Regions from separate parts of the Mus musculus genome. Here region 1 is linked to region 2. Evidence: chromatin contacts called from public ChIA-PET data. All regions are on one chromosome and are shown on one strand. Each heading gives the region's core, a stretch centred on a gene start, on an enhancer-like site or on the middle of the called end of the contact. The rest is flanking DNA. Distances are from core to core; before and after follow the strand shown. Region 1 has its middle 22 kb from the start of Cd2. Region 2 overlaps Cd101 (CD101 antigen).

Evidence for each region. ChIA-PET counts read pairs in DNA pulled down with a chosen protein or histone mark.
Region 1: a contact with region 2 is called in an RNA polymerase II ChIA-PET map of memory CD8 T cells, with 4,690 read pairs. The contact joins two enhancer-like sites. A contact is called at or near these places in 1 of 15 datasets of contacts at CTCF or cohesin (CD8 T cells), 3 of 484 Hi-C or Micro-C datasets (embryonic fibroblasts, nephron progenitors and regulatory T cells), 9 of 115 datasets of contacts at active chromatin or transcription factors (CD8 T cells, the SCID.adh cell line, bone marrow-derived macrophages and 5 more) and 3 of 9 other capture datasets (adipose tissue, embryonic stem cells and liver).

What each region holds. Positions count from the first base shown.
Region 1 is chr3:101,263,480-101,268,787 of GRCm38.p6, reverse strand. No RefSeq gene overlaps it. Among named protein-coding and RNA genes, the nearest start is that of Cd2, 22 kb to the left of the region's middle. Within about 2 kb of position 2,892, at least 29 of the 459 cell types and tissues checked have an H3K27ac peak or open chromatin away from gene starts, as enhancers often do. A contact at or near this core is called in CD8 T cells, the SCID.adh cell line, memory CD8 T cells and 1 more, where this site is marked.
Region 2 is chr3:101,008,298-101,013,526 of GRCm38.p6, reverse strand. It overlaps Cd101 (CD101 antigen), which reads left to right. Exons shown (of 9, transcript NM_001167906.2): 5 at 162-539; 6 at 1,337-1,741. Among named protein-coding and RNA genes, the nearest start is that of Cd101, 19 kb to the left of the region's middle. Within about 2 kb of position 2,741, at least 112 of the 459 cell types and tissues checked have an H3K27ac peak or open chromatin away from gene starts, as enhancers often do. A contact at or near this core is called in CD8 T cells, the SCID.adh cell line, memory CD8 T cells and 1 more, where this site is marked.

The DNA.
Region 1 (5,308 bases), core at 1,643-4,142, 260 kb before region 2:
AGACCAATGACTTTGGGATTTCTGAAGACTATGTCCTCTCCTCACACAACCTACCATTGCCTGACTAAAAGTCTCTTCATTCAGTTAACCCAGCATGATATGTGTGACAATCAAGGAGGTATCACCAAGGCCAGTTACACTGCTCATTAGGTGTGGGAAGTGGGTGTGGCCCGCAGTCCCCTTGAAATCCACTTGTTTACTGCATTGCCCGAGCATGCGCAGTGAAAAAGCATTCGTGGGCTGTGAGCTCGTGTCTGGAGCATGTGTGAATTCTGATTGGATGAGGTGGGGTGGAGCTAGATGAGGTCAGTCGGCTCGAGGATAGTAGGTGGGGTTTTTTTGTTTGTTTGTTTGTTTGTTGTTTAGCCCTTGCCCTAAGTAGAAGCTAGTTGTAGTAAGAGAAGCTGTTGTAAGGGGAGTTGTTGTAAGAAAAGCTGCAAGAAGGAGAACAAGTAAAGAAGCTGTTGCGTGAACCCACCTTGGTGTCCATGTCGTTCCTGTCGGTGAGGACAGCGACAACTAAGTGGGGACACTTGCCATGAAAGCTTGATGATGTGAGTTCCATCACAAGAACCCATGGAAGAAGGCAAGAACCAATGTATGAAAGGCATCCTCCGACCTTCATACACACACACACACACACACACACACACACACACACACACACACACACACACGAGCATTAAAAAAAAAGAAAATAACACTAAAATTCCAATCTATGATGGTCAGAGAGGATGCTGGGAGTTACTTCAGTTTTCTTTTTTCTTTTTATCTGTTGAGACTTGCTTTGTGTCTTAGTACATGGCCTGTTTTGGAAATTTTTCCATGAGCTGTTAAGAAAGTATAAGTACACTGTAGCTGTCTTTACATACAACAGAAGAGGGCATCAGATCTCATTATGGATGGTTGTGAACCCCCATGTGGATGCTGGTATTTGAACTCAGGACCTTTGGAAGAGCAGTCAGTGCTCTTACTGTATCAGATATTAACATAGCTACATTTGCTTGCTTTTTAAGCCCATTTACTTAGAACATCTCGTTCGTCCTTTTGCCCTGAGGTAATCTCTATTCTTGATGTTGAGATGTGTTTCTCAGATGCAACAGAAAGATGGATCTTGTTTTCTAATACTGTGACTATGTGTCTTTTTATTGGCAAATTGAGACCCTTAATTTCAGAGTTATCAATGGGAAGTGTTTATTGGTTACTGCTATTTTGTCGTTTTGGTGTTTGCTTTCTCCCCTTACCTGATTTACTGTTCTGGTATTATTTTGTTGTTGTTATTTGTTTGAGATGTTCTATTGTTGTTTTGTTTTTGAAGACATGGTTTCTCTGTGCAATTCTGGCAGCCCTGGAACTCTTGCTGTAGACCAGGCTGGCTTTGAACTCAGACATTTGCTTGTCTCTGCTTCTGGAGTGCTGGAATTAAATGTGTGTCTTCTTGAGTGCAGTTAATCTGTTCAGAGTGAGGTTTTCTTTCTAGTGCCTTCTGTAGAACTGGATTGGTAGATAGGAATTGCTTTCATTTTTATTTTTCTTCATCAGTTGCAACTGATAGATTTTCTGGGCATAGTAGTCTGGGCTGGCATCTGTGGTCTCTCAGAGTTTGTAGAACATCTAGCTAGGCTCTTCTGGTTTTCAGAGTCTCCATTGAAAAGTCAGGTATTATTCTAGTGGACCCACCTTTATATATGATTTGATCTTTTTTTCCCCTTGTAGCTTTTATTTTAGTATGCTTTCTTGTTCTGTACATTTAGTGTCTCGATTAATATGTGGCATGTGGACTTCCTTTTCTGGTTCCATCTGTTTGGTGTCCTGTATGCTTCATGTTTCTTGGTAGGCATCTCCTTTTTTAGATTGGGTGAACGCATCTACAATGTTGTTAAAAGTGTTTTCTGTGCCTTTGCCCAGGGTTTCTTCTCCTTTCACACTTTATGTGTTCTGTGCACCTGGGCCTTTTTAGACTGCCCATGTTCTTTGCCTGAGCCTTCCACCTCTTCTACTTTGTTGTCCCTGAACTTCCACTGGTGAGACTCACCTCTGACAATGTTTGGGTTTACTTCTGTTTTTTACACCCTAACTTTTTCATCTTCAGTTTTATTTCTGCTTAGGTTCCTTCAATAATCCTAATCCTTTGCTATGTTCTCCTTTCCAGTCTTGAATTGTTCTCACCTCTCATCACTTCACTTAACAGTTTGTGCTTTCATGGTCTTCATTAAGGCATTTATTCAGATCCTCTTTGAGGCCCTTAAATTTTTTAAAATTGCTATCTGAAGTCCTTGTCTTGTGCTTCAGCTAACTTGCATTTCTCAGGGCCTATTGCAGTAGGGTTACTGGCTCCTGAAGGAGGCATATTGTCTTGGCTGTTCACATTTGTGTTTTTACATATAGATATAGACATTTGGAGTTATGATGTTTGTGATGTTTCTTGATATAGATACCTGATCTTGCCTTTGTTGAGAGGGTGTTCTGTTGTTGTTGCCCACTTTGGATTCAAGGCAAGTATGGAGGCCCTAGGGTCCTTGGTAGAAAGTCATTGGGGTCAGTGGGACACAAAGGAATGGAGATGGGCCAGAAGAAAGGCTGAGAGGGGAGGCAGGAAAGAGCTAGGGAGCCTGGGGTTCTCAGGAGTATAGGTAGGGTGGGAGCTGGGACTCCTACAGGCAGGTTGCTACAGAACTAAGAATAGTAGATCAGAAGAGATCAGAATGGCAGACTCAAGACTAGTGAAAACCATCTTTGTGCTTCCCAGCCCAATGTGGCCACTGGGGGGTCTTTGGTAGAAAGTGTTTCAGAGGGTTGGTGGCTAACAAAATGGCCAGAAGACAAGGCTGAGAGGGTTGGTGGGCAAGAGCTCATCTGGATCCCTGCCAAGAGTTGAGTCCCAGTGAGTGGTAAAGTGATATTTTTGTAAGAAACGAAACTTGAAGGAAGTTGTTACAGCAGACTTGACATTCGAGAAAGATTAAGGGGATGTTTTAGAAAAAAAGAAAACCACAAAGATCAGAAGTTTCAACTATATAAATTTTTTTTTTTTAGAAACTAGAGAATAAATGAATACAAAACCCACTTCTCTTTCCTATTCTTAATTGTCATAGCATATAGCAGTAGTTAACCACAACAAGGTATTTGATTCTGCGTGTACATGTGTGTATATATGGGCATGTGAGCTTGTGTGCATGCATGTTCACATACATGTGCACTTTTATGTGTAAGTGAAAGGAGGCACAGCAATTTAACAAGGATGGAAGGATGGAATTGGAATTACTTTATTACTAACAAGAAATTATGTCACCCACTAAGTGGCATATTACTTAAAAGTAGACCTGGATTTTGGATTTTCTCTGAATATGTACTGTAAACTATAATGTAATATAATCACCATAAAACAAAAGTGTAATGATAAGCCAAGAAAGGGGAGAGAGCAACATAATACACAGAGCTCAATTAAAACCAAAGCAGCCAGAAGACAACAAAAGACCAATAGACAAGAAAGAGGAAATGCTACAAATGTTGTAGTGACTTAACTGCTGCGCCATTTCCAGCTCCTATTGTAGATTCCAATGTAATTGAACTGAGACAGAGATACTACACTAATATGACTCAAAGGAAAGTGGGATAACTTACTGATTTCAGGCAGTCTTCAGGCTGACAAATGTTATGTGAGATTAAGAGCACATTATGAACTAGTAAAGTTGTCACTTCTCTAAAACAGTAGAAGGATGTGTAGTTTGCCCACACCCAACAGTGGGGCTTACACCTGTGGGGCAGCAACCAGGAGGAGAGATGGCTTCACCCTCACAGCTGGAGACAAGAAGATCAGGAGACTCAGAACACAATGGAACGAACCTAGGAGCCATTAATGAGAGGATAGCTGAGATTCTTTTAAAATATGGACATGATGTGACACAAGAGTCAAAGAATAAAATCTCAGAGAAATTAAACTTATTTTGAACTGAACAAAAGCACAGCAACTAGCCAGGCATGGTGGCACACACCTTTAATCCCAGCACTCGGGGAGGCAGAGGCAGGTGGATTTCTGAGTTCGAGGCTAGCCTGGTCTACAGAGTGAGTTCCAGGAAACCCAGGCCTATACAGAGAAACCCAGTCTCAAAAAACCAACAAAACAAAACAAAACAACAACAACAAAAAAGCACAGCAACTGTATGCAATACAAATCGTGTTCACAACAAAATTAATAGCATTGAGTAGATATGTTTAAAAAAGAATTAAACTCAGTCAATTTAGTTTCAACCTTGGAAAACTACAAAATCAAACATCAAGCTAAATTCATCATAAACAGAGGAAAATAAATAAAAATTAAGGCAAAGAAAAAAGTCAATATAATTAAAACAAAGACATTGCAGTTAAGAGCAATACAGAAGACCTAAGTCCAGGTTTGGTTTCCATCTCCCCACATCAGACAGCTCATAACTGCTTGGAAATCCAGTTTAATGATCTGATATTTCTTCTGTCCTCTTATGGGCACCTGCACACATATTCACACACAGTCACATACACACACACACACACACTTAAAAATAAGAAAACAGGAACTCAATAGAGAAAAAAGAATGAAACCAAAATCCCAACATTAGAACACTAAAAGCATAATCAAGAAATAGCAAGGATAACTAACTCTATGCCAACAAATATGGTAAACTTAGGGCAAACTCTTCAAAAGACAGACAACTAAACTCAACACAAGCATCAATCAACAATCTCAAAAGCTCAGTCTCCATCTAAAAAAACTGTACCAGAAGTGGGGTATGGTAGTACCTATGTATTTATTATCCCAGCACTTGGAACACAGAAGCAGGAACATTCATTGGGAGTTTGAAGCAAGACCAGGCTGTATAACAAGACACCATCTCAGAAATAATAATTGAATTAATAACCATTAACCTCCCAAGACAGAAAGCACAGAGCCCAAATAGATGCTCCAGTGAATTCTATCAATCACTTGGTGTAGAAACTATATCAATTCTCTGACATATCTCTCAGAAGATGGAATCAAGGAGCACTTCCCAGCTGTTTTTAGGAGGCCACACTGGACAAGACTTCAGAACAAAAGAAAGCTACAAGCCAGTATTTGTCATGAGTGCAGTCATAAGAACCTTCAACAAGATCTCTGCAAGCTGAATCCAACAATGTATAAAAAGAACACACCACAGTCCAGTGGGATTTATCCTGGATATGCAAGACTGGTTCAATATTTACAAATCAATTCATACAATCCATCACATTTATCAACCTAGGGAAAAAAATTACAAGATCATTTTAATATATGAAAGATATTTTCTTAGAGATA
Region 2 (5,229 bases), core at 1,492-3,991:
TCCATGATGGTTTGGAAGATCTTTGTTCTGGGCATGGTATGGAAGAATCAACCAACTCTGATCAAACAAGTAAAGTACTTTATAGTTAAAATTCATCATCATATTTTAGAAATTTTTTTATTTACTTAAAACATTTTTCTTCCATAACCTGTCATCTGCAGCAAGAAGTGTGACCGTGTCTGCCGAGCAGCGTACTGTGTGGGAAGGAGAGACGCTTACCCTTCTCTGCAAGGCAGCTGGGGATGTGAGTGCTCTATCTGTGAGTTGGTGGCTCACCCCACAGGACCAGTCCACACCCGTGTTTGTGGCTGGCATGGGGCAAGATGGTACTGTGCAGCTGGGAGTCTCTTCTCCGGGCCCTGCGCACCGTGGTAACAGGAGGCTGGAGAAAGTGGACTGGGCCACCTTTCGGCTGGAGATTGCCTCTGCCATGGTCACAGACAGCGGTACCTATGAATGCAGGGTGTCAGAGAGACTCCAGAACCAGGCCAAAGGTTTGCAGTCAACCCAGAAGATTTCAGTCACTGTAAAATCTCTGAGTAAGTCACTGGGAAAAGTCCTTTTCTGAGTGTATGACAGTCACCTTATTCTGTACTGAAGTTTGGATGGTATCATTCAGAACTCCTGCCAGAGGTGCACGTACCCCGAGTGCCCTGGGTACGTGTGCTGTGAGTGCCAGCGGTATGTGCACCCCAAGTGCCAGCCAGCGGCATGTGTACCGTGAGACATGCAGAGCAGAATATGCAAATCAGGCCTGACAGCAACCTCTCGAGTTTATTCATCTTTATAAAGATCATTCTAGAGTGCAGCTTGTACATTGTTCAAAGTTGAAAACAAACCCCTGTGATTCCTGGTTGACTAGCAGATGAGTGGAGCCAAGCTTGCCCCGTCCCAGCAGCAGCCCAGGTATCATGGAGTTTTCTCTAGCATGGGCAAGAGAGTGACATTGAGCCCGGGGGACAGGGGGTGGGCCAGAGGGAGGAAGGAGGCCAGACCGTGCTGTGAGTGTTCTACTTGCTGAGTGGGGAGAGGAAAGAGGCCAGACCCTGGCTGCGCGTGGTGTCCCTGCTCTGTGCAGCTGTCTAAGTGGCGCACTGGAGAAACACTGCCTGTTTGTTGTGGCTGCTGAGAACAGTCGTAGGCGAGGGGGGAGACTTGGAGAGCCGAGGTTGAAATTCAGGACAGACTGTACTGTGGACCAACCTCTACCCCCAAATTCATGTCACTCCAGGAACACAAGTGTGTGGCCCTGTGTAAAGGGGGCATTGAGAAAACTTGGAAGTCCCCGAGCTTGGACCTGGTAAACAGGAAGTGTGTCTCACATTCTCCCCCACAGAGTCAAGTTTACGAGTTAATCTGATGAGCCGTCAGCCACAAGTGATGCTAGCCCATACCTTCCACCTGTCCTGTGTAGTGAGGGCCAACTACTCGGATCTCAAGCTGCCGTTCTCGGTAACGTGGCAGTTCCAGCCAGCGGGCTCTGGAGCCTTTCATCGGCTTATTCGAATTGCCCACAATGGCACCGTTGAATGGGGGGACGTCCTCTCCCAGATCCACAGGAAGACGAAGGTGTCACAGTCTTTCTTTCGTTCTCAACTCCAAATCTACGATGCAGCTATGGAGGAGACAGGGGTGTATCGGTGTACAGTGGAGGTTTATGACAGAGATTCCATATGCACAAGTGGCCCAGCCAGAGTATCTGCCACCTCTAACCTATTAATGATTACTGTCACCTTTCCAGGTAAGTGATACTTGACATTGAGCCTTTTTTAAAAAAGAAAAGAATATCCTTTTTTTTTTGGCCAGGTTTAGTGCATACCTATAATCCCAGTATTCAGGAGGCCAAAATAGGAGAATTGAGAATTTGAGGTCAGCCTAGGCTGAAATAGTGAGCCCCTGTCTCAAATAACAACGGAGCTCCTCCCACTTTGTGTAAACTATAGAAACAGACATAATGTATCCATTCACCACGTTTGTCCTGGTAAAGTGAGCATGATTTAATGGCATCAACATGAAGTTAGTATACGTGGAATGGCCACATTGGTTGCTAAAACAATGAAATACTTCCTTAGCAGCTAATAACCACTGCTCTTTGACCTTTCCACACCTGCCACGAGTTCTCATTGCCAGCAGCCTCATGATACTGTGTGGCACAGCTGAGCCTCAAGAACCTCCTACAGGGCAGATGATATTTTAAGTCAGTCACTGCTGGTACTCCAGCGTGGTTTTCGTATTTGGAAGTGGTGGGGAATCATGCAAATTCTATTAGAATACTGTCTTAGGGTTTTATTGCTGTGAAGAGACACCATGACCATGGCAACTCTTATAAAGGAAAACATTTAATTTGGGCCTGTCTTATAGTTTCAGAGGTTCAATCCATTATCATCATGGCTGGAAGCATGACAGCATCCAGGCAAATGTAGTGCTGGAGAAGGAGCTAACAGTTCTACATCTTGATCCACAGGCAGCAGGAAGAGACTGTGTGCCACACTGTGGATAGCTTGGGCAATAGAAAACCTCCCAACCTCAGTGACACACTTCCTCCAACAAGGCCACACCTCCTAATAGTGCCACACTCCCTATGGCCAAGTATTCAAACACATGAGTTTATAGGGGGCATAACCATTCAAACCACAACAAATATGCTTAGCTGCCTCTTTTAATATATTAACATGTAAGAGAGACTTTGTGGTTCCAAGTCCAATTCAGTCTTAATGCAATAGCAGAACACAGAGGCTGAAAGTGAAACCCTCCCTAGCCTGAGGTTCTGCCACGCCTTGTGCTTCCTCTTTCCTGATTTGCTGTGAGGGACTTTGAGATGGCTCAGATGTGATAAGCTCCAGGTTTGGGCAAGTCACTTAATCTATCCCTACCGTAGTCAACACCTCGATAAATCTCTGACGTAACATTGAACTGGGGTGTGTCTATTGTGCCCCCAAAGCAAATAGTCTTGCATGGCAGCCACCACCTGCTCTGTGCTGCTGAGCAATGTTTTTGTTAATAGTCGTGATCTTGCTCATGAATTCATGCCTTGACTTACTCGCTCTTCCCATGATGTCTGAGATTGCTTCCACGAGCCTTGCTTGCTCTCGGCTCCACGCCATGAGGTTTCCTTCCTAACACCAAGAATTCCTTCTCCTCCTCCTCCTCCTCCTCTTCCTCCTCCTCCTCCTCCTCTGAGTCGCTATATTAATTCTTTTGTTTGTTTTTGTTTTTGTTTTTGTTTTTGACGGTGTACAGTCTAGCCTGAAGTTCTCAGTCCTTCTGCCCCAACCCACTAAGTGCTCTGGTTACAGGTGTATGCTCCAATGCTTGGCTTGGCTTTTCTTTCTAAACTAGTCTTGTTAGGTGACCAGGAATGACCCTGAACTTCTGAACCTCCTCCTTGGTACTCATGCACTCGTCCCATTGAGCCCAGGTGGTTTTGTTTGTTTGTTTGTTTTGTTTTTTAAAGCAACTGTTCTTAGATATGTCCTCTGAGTCTCCACGTTTTTCTAGGGGAAACAATTCTTCCCGTGGATACAATCTACTTGTTGACAACCTCTGTGTTCATTACCCAGAATGGTTTGTCTTCTGGTCTTGGAATTTACATCTAACTGCTTCCAAGGCATGCCTATATTCAGTGTCATAGCGTAGGTCGTTATCATTGTCCCTTCCATATTGTTCATGATGTGGTGGTCCTCCCCACGTCCCAGCACCACAGATTAGAAACCTTGTCCTCCGCATGTCCAAACTCCCATGACAGGCATAAAAGATCTTTTATACTCACTTGTCTCTTCATCGCCTCCTACTTTCCATCCTAGATCTGACTTCCAACCAAACTCAACTGCCTGGATTCGATAATCCCCACTTCCTTTTATGTGGAAATCCTTTGCTCTCTATTCATCAGAATGACTGCTATTGATCTTCAAGGCTCAGTTCAGAGACGTCTCCCCTCACTCCTGACCTTGGGTTAGATAAATCTGCTGGGGGATCCTAACATTTGTTCCATTACTGCATATCTCTGTCCTATATTGGTGACCAATTCCAGGAAGTCTTTGTTCCTATCCTATAACTTCCTCTAAACCGTGGTTCACTGACAGGAGCTATATACAAAATACCTAGAATAGTCTGGTATGTGATACACAATGTGATTAATAAATGTTTGTTGAAGGGGGAATTCAGGGACCTACTGGTAACATCAAGAAAAGTAGAGTTATCAACAAGAGATGGCAAAGAGGTTTGTGACATTTATTGTTCATCTTAGGACAAAGGAGAGGCCACTGGTGTTAAGGGATAGCAGACCCAAGTCCATGTGGTAGTTTCAAATGGACTGGCTGCAAAAAGATAGCATTTTAACAGCTTGAAAATAACCTCTTCTTGTGTACTCCTGTTTGAAGGCAGCTCTAACTAGACGTTGACAAATTGGGGATCCAGAAGTGGTTCAGAGGCAGGGCGCTCATAATGTCATTTTCTTTCAAATGATGCAAATATGCTATGGAAGAGATTCCTCTGCTTAAATATGACAGGATTGTCATGTGGGGAAAAAGCTGGGCTTTTTTTTTTTTCATGACTGTCCCCCATCCCCACACAGTAAGGGCAGAAGGAGAGCCAGCAGATGGATGTTATGAAGAGAGAAACATCAACTCACAGTCACACAGACTTCTCACAGTCATGTCTGGCCTTTTGACATTGTGACATTGTGACACTACACTGTCATCTACAGAGTTCATGCACAACCAAAACACCAAAAGCAAAAAAACAAAAACAAAAACAAAAACAAAAAAACCATAGTGTTTTAAGTCCATTACAATTCTGTGTTGGGTCCCATTCATAGTTCCTCTTAGCTACATGCTGCCCGTGAAACAGGCAGACCTCAGTGATGGAGGGAACAGCGTCCTCAGATTATATGTCATACCAAAGTTGAGTGGACAGTTAGGGCAGCTGCTGTGGGGGAATTCAGCCACACTATGGTTGTAGAGCAGCAGTTCTCAACTTGGGGGTCAAGAGAGAACCTGTGTATCAGATATTTGCATTGTGACTAACAACAGTAGCAAAATTATAGACATGAAGTAGCAACAAAATAACTTTATGTTAGGGTCACCACCACAACATGAGGAATTGTATTAAAGGGTCTCGGCACTAGTAAGGCTGAGAACCACTGCTGCAACAATGGCTATTTGTCCTGGTTAACAAGCTAGCTTAAAATTCTGGCGTGTGTGTGTGTGTGTGTGTGTGTGTGTGTGTGTG